Regions from separate parts of the Sus scrofa genome. Here all the other regions are linked to region 3. Evidence: chromatin contacts called from public targeted proximity ligation data. All regions are on one chromosome and are shown on one strand. The core of a region is the stretch at or near the end of the contact, and the rest is flanking DNA. Distances in the headings are between cores, read along the strand shown. Region 1 overlaps FBXL18 (F-box/LRR-repeat protein 18). Region 2 has its middle 20 kb from the start of TNRC18. Region 3 overlaps RNF216 (E3 ubiquitin-protein ligase RNF216).

Region 1 (3,854 bases), core at 503-3,002, 180 kb after region 3:
TCCTGCCTGCAGCCTGCTCCTCTCCTTGCACCCCTGCAGGGGCGGCCTCCCGCTGGGTGGGGAGCTCCCTCTGGGCTTTCGACTGCACACAGCTGCACTCCCTGGGGAGTGTGGCACTTTCTGCCAGCATCATCACTGTCTCACCTCCCCCGTAGGCGGAGGTTTTCAAGGGCCAGCGTGGGATAGCTCTTCTTTTCTCTGGGGGCCACGGTATTCGGGACCAGTCCTGAGGCTGGCGTTGGCTGCGTGGACTTCCTGGGCAGAAGCTACACCAGCCCCGCTGTCCCCTGTGTCCCAGGCCCTGGCACAGGCCGGGCCTTTGGTGGGAACCCACTGAGCGCCTGGTCTGGCCGAGGTGCTGAGTGTGTGAGCATGAGCGTGTGTGTGTGTGTGTGTGTGTGTGTGTGCAGCTGGGCCCCCCCTTTTGTGGGTCCCTGCCGCCAGCATCCTTCCAGCCCCTGCTCTGGGCCCCCTTTTCACCAGCACCCCCTTGGTGCCAGACTGTGTGCAGTCTCTGTTGGTCCCACCTCCCTGAAGCCCTCTGAGATTTGTGCCCTAAGCCTCAGTGTGGGGTGGGGAAGCGAGGCATTTGTGTCCCCAGCACAGTGGGGTCCCAGCTGCTTTTCTGCGAGGCGCCCAGCAGATGGCGCTGTGGCGCACAGTACCCAGCCCGCAGCATCTCAGCAAGCCTGCCTCCCACCCCCCGGGTCACAGAAAGAGAAGCTGCAGGTGTCACTTTTTTTGATTCGTTCTTGTTTCTCACCCTTTTCCCCCCCTCAAGTTCCGAGAATTAAGGAAGCACCTGCCCGCTCACCTGTGTGGCACTGAGGTCTTGTGCGTTCGCTGTGACTTAGCCAGTGAGGCTGGTGTGGCGTCTGCAGTCCTCTCCCCAGGAAGGTGTCGCCTCTTCCTGGGGTCACCACCTTCCTGCCAGTTCTCTCGTCTGCCCTGCGTGTGGATCCGTCTCAGTGGGTGGTGCTTGGCAGATCTGCAGCTCTGGCCCCTCTGGGAGCCCCTAGGCGGCACTGGCCCCAGGCAGGCCGCCTCAGTTTCCTCCCTCACAAGATGAGCTGGGACGGCCCCGGAGGTGGCCTTAGCCGTGGAGGTGTCGTGTGTACAGAGGCACCTTTTGTATTCTTTTTTTAATTTTCCGGATCTTGACTTTGCTCTTTCAAGTTTGAAACATGAGCCTCTAGACCCCGCTCTGACACCCTGTGGCAGTTGGCCCTGCGAGGTTTTGGAGCGGCTCTCGTCTGCCTCTTCCCTCACCTGGGGCCCTTCTGGTGGCCCAGCGCCGGCGGGTCCAAGGTTGGGGACAGCGCCTTGGAGCGCAGCGCCCCCTTGTGGCCGCTCCAGAGCGCAGGTGCAGCTGTCCTGCCTGCCTCCTGCTCTGGGAGGTGTTCCCCCACCCGCCTCCTGGCCTCCAGGACTCCCTGCCCAGCGAGCGGAGCCTCCTGTCTCCTCTGGAAACCCTGAGTCACCCTGTCCCGGCCAAGTTAATCCTGCCGACCGGTCGAGGGGTTTCTGGCCTGGTCCAGCTGCCACGTGGGCAGCTTCAGGAGCCGGAGCCAGGCTGTGTGGCCTCTCGTGGGCAGGGGGGTTGGGGCCCTGCCCAGGCGCTTTCAGAGCTGTCCTGGGTTTTTGACTCTCATTCCTGAAAGTTCCCTGCAAGGCCTCATGAACTCCGGGGTTGGGCGAGGGCAGTGTCCGCATTCGCTCTTCTTGGGGTGACACGTGATCCCTGCACCGTCAGATCGCATAACCTGCTCACCCCGTCCCCGCCCCCCGTCTCTTCGCTCACTGGCTCTGCGACTTGAGACTGTCACTTCCCTCTGTGAGCCCGGGTTGCTGTCTGTAGAACAGAATCCCTGCCTCCTGGCGCTCCTGCCCCCTTGCAGTGGCTCGTCGCTGGCTCTTGGTGCCTGTCCTGGTGATGGTACAGAGGTCCCCTGACCATTGCCTGGTGGCCATGCCTTCTCCCTTTTGGCAGATGTGGCAGCCCAGCCTTGTAAGGTTGGGCCTGTCCCGCCATCCCTGGGGGAAAAGGCCCAGTAGGGGTGGAGGCTGGTGGCCATGCTGCCACCCTCTGCTGCCTCTGGAAGGAGCCCGTAGCTCCCTGTCCGAGGGCAGAGGCAGCAGGATGTGGGCAGGAAAGGCGCTTGTCCTGACGCCTCCCTGTGCGAGCCATCCGAGGTGAGGGCACGCTGCTTCTGGTGTGGGCGAGCGCTCTCCACAAGGCCGGTGCCCCGGGACCTTGTCTGCGCTGGGCCCCGCGTGTTGACTTGTCACTGATGCGTGGGTCTGTCAGCCTGAGGGCCCCTGGTCAGAGCGGTGCAGTCCCGTCTCTCAGTGCTGGTGCGGGAGCAGGCCTGGTCCTCCATCCCCCGGGCCAGCTTCCACTGGTCGGGGTCTCTTGTCTGCCAGAGGCCTGTGTGGCAGTTCCCTCCCCTGAGCCTTCCTCGACTGTTTCCGGCCTGGCTCATGCTGGCAAGGCGCATGGGCCTGCGGGGCTGGCAGGCGGCGGCAGACCTGGCAGAGCCACGCCGAGCGGGAGGAAGGGCCCACCTGCCCCTGGGCCCCAGGCTTCCAGGTGGAGCCACACTGGCAGCTTCGAAACAGAAAGTGGATTTCATTTTATTTTATTTTATTGTGCTTTTGTTTTTTGTTTTTGTTTTTTTTTAGAGCTGCACCCTTGGCATATGGAGGTTCCCAGTCTAGGGGTCAAATTGGAGCTACAGCTGCTGGCCTACACCACAGCCACTGCAATGCAGGATCTGAGCCATGTCTTCGACCTACACCACAGGTTACGGCAATGCTGGATCCTTAACCCCCTGAGCAGGGCCAGGGATCAAACCCGCATCCTCATGGATTCTATTTGGATTTGTTTCCACTGAGCCAGGATGGGAACCCTTGAAGGTGGATTTTAAAATACAGAGTTAGGGAGTTCTCACTGTGGTGCAATGGGCTCGGTGGCGTCTCTGGTGTGCTGGGATGCAGGTTCGATCCCTGGCGTGGCACGGCAGATTAGAGATCTGGCATTGTGGCACTTGTAGTGTAGGTTGCGGCTGTGGCTCAGATCTGATCCCTGGTCTGGGAACTCCATATGCCATGGGGTGGCCAAAAAAGGGAAATAAAGTAAAATTCAGAGCAGAGTTAGCAGAGTTCCTTGGTGGCACAGTGGGTTCAGAATCCAGCATTGTTGCTGCTGTGGCTCAGGTCACATCTGTGGCCCAGGTTCAATCCCTAGCCCTGGAACTTCTGCAAAAAAAAAAAAAAAAAATTTATTTTATTTATTGGTGGGTGCGGCCAAAAACCTAAAATACAGCGTCAGTGCTGTTTTGTGGACATAATTGTGTAAAGGGGCAGTGAAACCCCATCGCCCATACCCAGCTCGCCCCTGCTCATGGCAGATCTCCAGGGTCTGTTTGTTCTTCCGACCTGCACTGGTGATTTGTGAGTCTCACAGGAAATACCAGGCCAGCAGGGTTTCACTGCGCGGGTTCCGGGGGGATCCTTGGCCTTGACTCAGAGCTGGGTGGCTGGTGAGCTCTGGCTCTGTTCCTGGGGGACACTCAAGAGGGCCCGGTCTGGGAGCTGGCAGGCCTCAGGCCGCACGTGGACCGCACCGCAGCGCCAGCAGGATCGCCAGCAGCCCTGGTGCAGCCTCAGCTGCTGGCCAGCGTGGAAGACCGTCACTGCTCAGAATCTCCTGTGGTCAAGGTTGTCCAGGCCACCGGGGGGAGGCCAAGGGCTGGGACCGCACCCACTGCTGGGCAGGAGGCCTTTTCCCGCACTGGGTGGGGCCTGGGTGTAGAGCAGCAGATGAGTGGCCTGGACATTCTTCTGTTGTCACC
Region 2 (3,815 bases), core at 875-3,374, 220 kb after region 3:
CGAGTGGCGTTATTTCATTCTTTTTTATGGCTGAGTAATACTCCACTGTGTATGTATACCATGGCTTCTTTATGCATTCATCCATCGATGGACATTCAGGCTGCTTCCATGTCCTGGCTCTTGTGAAGTGTGCTGTGATGAAATAGGGGTGCCTGTGTCTTGTTGAATTATAGTTTTGTCTGGACAGATGCCCGGGAGTGGCATTGCTGGGTCATATGCTAAACTCTCTCCTCAGTTTTCTGTAGATGCACACCCTTTTTTGACCCTGGCCGGAGACCCCTCCTCCCTGGTTGAGCCCAGCCCCTGGTTTGGGACAGGCTTCTCTGAGAGGAGCAGGGTGACAGTCACAGTATTTGTAGCCTGCAGAAGCCAGCCCAAGGAGATACAGCCTGGACTGGTAGCCCAGGACCCCTGCTGGGCCAGGCGTCCATCCTGTAGCCTTGGGAAGTCTGGGGGGTTCCTGGGAGGCTCGGATGGTGGCACGTCAAGGAGGCTCAGCCCTTCAGGTCTTCACAAGCTGGCTCGGGAGAATTTAAACAGGTAGGAGTTCCCGCTGTGGCTCAGTGGGTTATGAAGCAAAAAAAAAAAAAAAAAGAAAAAAAATTAAGCTGTAACCATTGGCTGGCTTGGACCCCCTGTGCTACCTGTTGTCACCTGTGTGCCTGAGCCCCTGCCAGCCCTTCCGGGTAACAGGTGGCATCCCTTGTTGGGGACGGGACACAGGCATCTAGACTGGGGTGGGGCAGGAAGGGGCCTGGTGAGCAGGGGAGGCCCAAGCTCAGACCAATGCGAAGAATGTTCTAGTAGGTTGCATCACATCCCGTCCCCCCAAAAGATAGATGGACCGCCGAACCCTCCTCCCCCTCCCCCGCTGCCAGTGAGCGTGACTATTTGGCGACAGGGTCTTTGCAGAGATAATCAAGATGAAGTTATGAGGCTGAGCCCAATTCAGTGTGACGGTGTCAGGGTAAGAGGATGAGGCAGGGGAGTTCCTGTCGTGGCTCAGTGGTTAACGAATCCAACGAGGAACCATGAGGTTGCAGGTTCGATCCCTGGCCTCGCTCCATGGGTTAAGGATCCGGCATTGCTGTGAGCTGTGGTGTAGGTTGCACACACGGCTCGGATCCTGCATTGCTGTGGCTGTGGTGTAGGCTGGTGGCTACAGCTCCGATTCGACCCCTAGCCTGGGAACCTCCATATGCCACGGATGTGGCCCTAGAAAAGGCAAAAAGACCAAAAAAAAAGAGGATGAGGCAGAAACAGGGCAGGAACATGTGATGGGAGAGGCCGAGACCACTTGCTGCAGCTGAAAGCCCAGGAGCGCCCAGGGGCACCAGCCACCCCCACCAACTCGGGGGAGGGGGAGGGGCAGCCAGGGCAGGAGCCCCTGCAGGTTTCAGAGGGAGCAGGTCCTGCTGACTCCTGGAGTTGGACTCCTGGCCTTGGGACTGCCAGAGAGCGCCTTTCTGTGGTTGGAAGCTGCCCAGCCGTGGAGGGTGAGCTGGGCCGAGGTGCGAGCACGCACGCGTGCGCATGTGCGTCCCTGGGTGCTCTGGGAAGGCTCAGGTTCTCCAAATGATGTTTAAATGCCATCATCAAGCAGCCTGAGAGGAACCAGGGGGCAGGGCTGAGCTGCAGACAAAATAAAGGCCTGGTGGCGGCTATTTTCAGCCAGGCCCCCCGGCCAGCTCGCCAAGGCTCCTCCACCCTGCTCTGAAATATTGCCAGCTGGGCAGGTGTTGGGGTGGGTGGGCACGGAGAGAGCCCAGGTGGCCACTTGCCCACCTGCCCCCTGGCTCCCACCGAGGCCCTGCCGGGGTGAGGTGGGGGCAGCTTTCTTCCCCAGGAGTAGCAGCCACTGTGGCCCATGAGGGACCCCCCACCCTCTGGGGGTGTCAGACTTGGGGCCGGCTTTGTCTCCAGGATGCTGGCAGATCAGACGGGTGTGGACTCACCCAGCCAGGGAGAGGGTGAGAGGTGCTTAGCCTGGCCTGGCCTCTGTCCACCACTCCCAGTATCTCCCCTCTGGGCCAGCGGCAGTTCCGTCGCCACTGCTGTGCCACACACTGGTACAGGGCGTGGCACATCAGGACCTTCTGTTCAGCTCAGGCTCTTGCGGGTCAGGAAATTGGGGAGACGCCCAGTGGGGCGGTCCCCGGACTGAGATCACTCAGATGACCCCGGGGCGCTGACCCTGTGGTGCCCCCTGGTGATGCTGGCATAGGTGGGGAGCTGGGCACGTGTGGGTGGCCTCTCTGTGTGCCTGGGGCTTCCTTGCAACCTAGTGGCCCAGGCTCCTTGGACTCCTCAGCTGGCGACCTGCCTGCCCCTGAGGCTTGGACAGCCAGGTGGAGGCTGTGTGGCCTCTGGTGACCTGGCCTCGGACATGAGCTTTGGGTCAGGCAGTGCCCGGCCTGCCCGGGTTCAAAGGGAGGGGACTCACAGTCCATCTATGGATGGGGTGTGTTGGGAAGGGGCAGGTATGTTTCGAAGCTGTCAGTGGCCACAAACACCCCCGCCCCCTTGTTCCTGGGTTGGCTGGGTCCCGGTCTACCTTGCTGGCCACACTCCAGGCTCCTCCGAGTGGACGCTTGGGCCTATGGGTGGGGGAGGAGCTGGGTGAATGAGAGCTGGGAAAAGTGGGTCCCCAGAGGCGGGTCCCGCTGGAATCCCGTTGTACCAGTTTTCTGTGGCTGCCTGAACAAATGATCACAGAGTGAGCAGCTTAAGCCCAGAAATGTTTCTTCTCTCGCAATTCCAGAGGCCAGAGGTTCTACATCAAGGCTTGGCAGGGCCCTGCCCTCTCTGAGGGCCCGGGGGGGCTATTTCCCAGCTCCTGGGGGTGGCAGGGGCTCCTTGGCCCTTGCATGCATCACAGGACTGTCTTCTCAGTGTGTGTCCATGCAGAAGTTCCCCTGCCAGGAATCAACCCCAAGCACAGCAGTGACAATGCTGGGTCCTTAACCCACGGAGCCCCCAGGAAACTCCTCAATTTCCCAATTCTTTTTTTTTTTGGTTCCTGATTTTTAGGGTGACATATGGAAGTTCTCAGGCTAGGGGTCAAACTGGAGCTATAGCTACCAGCCTACACCACAGCCACAGCAACACGGGATCCGAGCTACATGTATGACTTAACACCACAACTCATGGCAATAGCTGGATCCTTAACCCACTGATCAAGCCCAGGGATCAGACCTGCATCCTCATGGATACTCACTGGATTCACTCCCACTGCACCAGAATGGGAACTCCAATTTCCAGTTTTTTTTTAGGGCCGCCCCTGCAGCATAGGGAAGTTCCCAGGCTGGGGGTCAAATTGGAGCTACAGCTACTCGCCTACACCACAGCCACAGCAACTCGGAATCTGAGCCACGTCTGCAACCTCCACCACAGCTCACAGCGACGCTGGATCCTTAGCCCACTGAGCGAGGCCAGGGATCGAACCTGCATCCTCATGGATACTAGTCAGGTTCACTAACTGCTGAGCCACAAAGGACACTCCAATTTCCCAGTTCTTCTATGAAGAAGGAAGAACTACGAACTCCAGTCCCTGGACGGGGTCACCAGAAAAATCCAGTGTGACCGCAGCTTGGCTGCGTTTTCATTACAATCATCTTAATAGCATCTGCAAAGACCCTGGTTTCCAAATAAAGATGATTCTGAGGTTCCGTGGACGTGAATTTGGGGGATGATGCTCTTCAACCTAGGAAGTCGCTGAGGTGCCCACTGCCCTGTCCGCCACGGCCCCTGTTTGCGGAGCCACAGCCTCTGCTTGTTTCTCTGCCAAGTCATTTCCCTTGAGGTTCCTCTGGTTC
Region 3 (3,809 bases), core at 1,011-3,510:
ACCTCCCTGCCCAGCTCCCGTCCTGTGTCCTTATTATGCAAGGAAATGAAGTGAAGCCTGTTCCTTGCATGTGAGCTGATTGGAACCATGTTTTCTGGGGCACCTCTGCTTAAATCTTTCAGTGGAACAGCCTTGTTTTATAAAAGGTACATTTCCACAAAAATGAGGCTTGATGCTATTCATAAATAAACACATGCCTTTGCAGGCCAGGCAAAGGAGGAATGCGTCGGGGAGCAGTTTGGCCAGGGTTTTGCTTTTTCCTCGCTGAATGCCTGGCGTGCACTGTCCATCCAAGGGTGGCTGAGGGGAGAACACTCTCTTGCTGCCAAAACCACAACAAATGACAACTTTCCGTTCTGTCATCTCTCAGCTCCACTGCTGGGCAGGCAATTCATTTTTCTACCATAAAAGGGCAACGAAGCCGTGTCAGCCGTAGTGCCTTCTGCACTGCAGTGAGAAAGCAGAAGATGCGCGAGGAGAAGGGCGCGCTGCGGGGAGCGCCGCAGCTTGCTGGCCGGGCCCCCACCGCCGCTCGGGCCCGGCTGTGGGGCGGCAGCATCGGTCAGAGGGAGCAGGGCATGGAAGGTGTGCCCGCCAGCTGGGTAGTGTGAGCTCAGACAGGCTGGGTACCACCGGCGGCTCGTGCCCATCTAGTGGGACACAAGTCTGCGGTCCAAACCCTGTTACAGCAGAACTGCACCGGGCCTGCCCGGGTGGTTCTGTGTTATCGGCGTTTGGTTCTTTCCAGTTTGTACTTGTAGGTGCTGGATTTGTAAGGGGGGTGGCGTGGGGTCATATCACCCAGACACCTTCACTCTGCAGATGAAGAAATGGGCTGTGTGCCAGGTTCATACAGCTTGAGCAAGCTCTTGAACTTCCGTCTGTGGCTTGTATATGAACTCTGGGTTCTCTAACCTGTGTGTGTTCTCAGTGGCCCATTAGTTTACAGTCTGACTCAGTTTAAGGTGAGTCACAGAAATCTTGACTAATAGAAATACAGTTCTTAATTGGTAGGTTTGTGTCTAATTAAGTCAACCAGGGTCTTTTAGAAAATACCTGTTTGTTGTAGTGTTACCTATAAGATTCCTGGGTCCTTTAGGTGATTTTAAATAAATGTGCAAAGTCAACAAAGGAGGAGGTAGAAAGCAAACACTTAGCAATTTTGACAGCTTATAGAGCACTTTGGAGATGGTGGCTGCATGTTTCCTGCCCCCTGTAACCTGGCGAAGGAGCCAGGGTCCCAACTCAATACAGATTGACCCGCAGCACAGAGAACGCTGTTTTAAGAGGAGCCCTAAGCCAGAACACTGCCTCCCACGCAGACCAGACGGCTGCTCTGGGCCTCTGCCTTCTCTGTGGGGAGTGGCTGCTGGCCTGGAGAGAGCAGGGTCTCAGAGTGAGCCAGAAACAGTGCCTACGTCTTTTCACCTGGATCCCTTGAAGATTTTTCCCTTAAAGAAGAACTGAGATTTGCTTTGTCGTTTAAACTTACCTTAGCTCTAACTGCACGTCTGATTTCATAGCAAATGCTGGAACTGAACTGTGCACATTCCTAAGGGGATAAAAATCGCTTCCAGGAATCTTGCTGATCTGGAAATTTGGGAGGAAAGCAAGGGTTTTCAAGGTTAAATTTTATTAGCCAGATAGTGCTGGTGGTCAGAGTAGATTCTGAGCTCATTGGCTCAGAATCAAACATTAACTCAGAAGTCATTCCTGAAAGAGAATATCACTGAGATGGCAGAAACAAGCTCAGTGTGAGTGATTCAGTGCTGCATACCTAGACCTTGTTGGAAAGTGTCAGACTAGTTTAAAACCCTAGCGTCGATCCAGCAGATAAAGCAGTTGAGGAGTCAGTCCTCAAGTGGAAATGTACGTAAGTCTTTTTGAGTATGATCTTCCTTCTTTTCTCAGTAGCGCGAAGCTGAATATCTTACTAATCTACCAAGGAGGTAGTTGGTCTATTTTTTCCTTGGTCCTTCTCAAGACCTTCGCTGCCCTTGGAGTAAGCAGAACGGTGCCCCAGAGATTTCAGCTCCACCGTGAACCCCACACATTCTTTCCTTGTGGAAACCTTGGGAGCCCTTGTTTTTTGCCAGAAGCATGAAGTCAGTTTCATCTTCCAAAACGATTATTAATTCTTATTAAGTGTAATTTTTATAAGGCTAATTCCTCAAGCAAATAGCATTTCTTTCTTGGACTCAGTCTCCTTCCCCATCCATCACTGTCTACACATGCCTGGGCGTCCTGGCCACGTGGTGGCCAGCTTAGAGACATCAGCCTGCTTGCTTCCTAATTTGGTCAGAGCATGCTTCAGGCAGCCTTGCCTAACTTAGAAAAACACAAAACACAGGGAGCAGCTTTGATACAGCAAAGGGGAATTTCCTTTTATCAAAAGACCTACAGTTCGCCTTTAACTTCCTCAGAAAAGAGGAAGTGACACTTTGGGAGGTTATAGCGTGCCCTGAAGTTCCTTCTTTAAGCCTACTTTTTCATGCCAGCTTTTTCTAGCTTCCTGCTCTTTCCTCCTCATCCTTCTTAGTGCCTCACAGCAATACAGTTTAATGTCATTCTTAAGGATACCCATTTTCTACTTGAATGTTCATCAGTAAGGCACAGGGGGACACACGTGCCTCTAAACAGTGGCATACACAGGGTTGGCAAGCTTTTTTTTTTTTTTTTAAATGAAAGGCAAGGTAATAAATACTTGAGGCTTTTTGAACTGTATAGTCTCTGTCCCAGCTGCTCAGCTGCTCAGCTTTGCCTTTGTAGCAGGTAACTGTAGGCAGTGTGAACAAATGAATGCGGCTATGATCCAGCTAAGATTGTACTTACAGAAAGAAGCGGCAGACCAGATTGGCCTCCTGAGCCAGTACACCACAGCATGAAGAATGACACGAGTCCAGTTGTGCCCATCAAACAAAGCGAGGTGTAGAAGAGTGGGTATTTACAAGATGTAGGCTTGTGTTTGGGTCTCAATGAGGGGAGGAGGAGGAGATGCGTGCCGACGTGTACCTAAAATGTGCACGGAAGGATGGAGAAGAGCTTGGTTGCAGGGCATTGCTTTGAGGGAGGCTTACTCTGAGGGTAAGGCGGGGACAAGGGGGATACTGTGCGTGTAGTACTTTTCCAGTTAAAAAAATAAGTACCCATTTTCATCAGCCCAGTCATCTCTGAACTTTTAAAACAAAAGAATTTTGTTTTTAGGAAACTTGAAAAGATTGATAGACGTAAGATTTTTAAAACATGCTTGTGTATTGTAGCCCTTTTTCTTGGATCCCTCTGAGGGCTGACTTGACCACCCTCAAAAGGAGTGCTTTGCCTCGGGTTGTAGGTGACATGATGAAATTTTGCGGTGCGTGGAAAGTGCTGGAACTCTGGCAGCTCTGCCCTTCTTCTAGCTGGCCTTTCTGCAGGAGTCCCATCTCTCGCACAGTGTGCAGCCAGTGAGAAAACCTTGGCCCAGAAGTCAGAGCCCCGTGGGAATAAAGGCAGCTTTCAGTAATTATGATTCAAGACTGCTCCAACTGCTTCCTTTTCCCACAGAGACGATTTCTGACTAACAAGTAAGGATGGGTTCTGATTCACCCAAGCTTTTCTATGACCAGCTCTTCAAATGTCTGGTTTAGGTTGTGAAACCAGCAGGTAAAGTTGCTACTTTCCTAGTATGTAAAGCAGTTCACTTTTGGCTCTCAAGGGACAGGTGAAAGCTTGTCTGCTTAGGAGCTGATCTAGATATAAACAGCTCCGGAGTCACAGATGGCCGGCGACCTTGCTTTGTAGCCCTCTCCCCTGCCTCCCAAGCAATTACT

What was found.
Region 1: a contact with region 3 is called in a targeted proximity ligation map of skeletal muscle, with 4 times the contacts expected there. A contact is called at or near these places in 6 of 47 Hi-C or Micro-C datasets (embryonic fibroblasts, heart right ventricle, mesenteric adipose tissue and 3 more) and 2 of 2 datasets of targeted methods (alveolar macrophages and skeletal muscle).
Region 2: a targeted proximity ligation map of alveolar macrophages shows a contact between it and region 3. A contact is called at or near these places in 2 of 47 Hi-C or Micro-C datasets (embryonic fibroblasts and fibroblasts) and 2 of 2 datasets of targeted methods (alveolar macrophages and skeletal muscle).

What each region holds. Positions count from the first base shown.
Region 1 is chr3:4,053,684-4,057,537 of Sscrofa11.1, reverse strand. The region is part of intron 4 of FBXL18 (F-box/LRR-repeat protein 18); the gene reads left to right. Among named protein-coding and RNA genes, the nearest start is that of FBXL18, 19 kb to the left of the region's middle.
Region 2 is chr3:4,014,175-4,017,989 of Sscrofa11.1, reverse strand. No RefSeq gene overlaps it. Among named protein-coding and RNA genes, the nearest start is that of TNRC18, 20 kb to the right of the region's middle.
Region 3 is chr3:4,233,127-4,236,935 of Sscrofa11.1, reverse strand. All of the region lies in intron 13 of RNF216 (E3 ubiquitin-protein ligase RNF216), which reads left to right. LOC106509622 (a long non-coding RNA gene) reads right to left here. Exons shown (of 4, transcript XR_002342210.1): 2 at 2,833-3,012; 3 at 1,493-1,590. Among named protein-coding and RNA genes, the nearest start is that of RNF216, 94 kb to the left of the region's middle.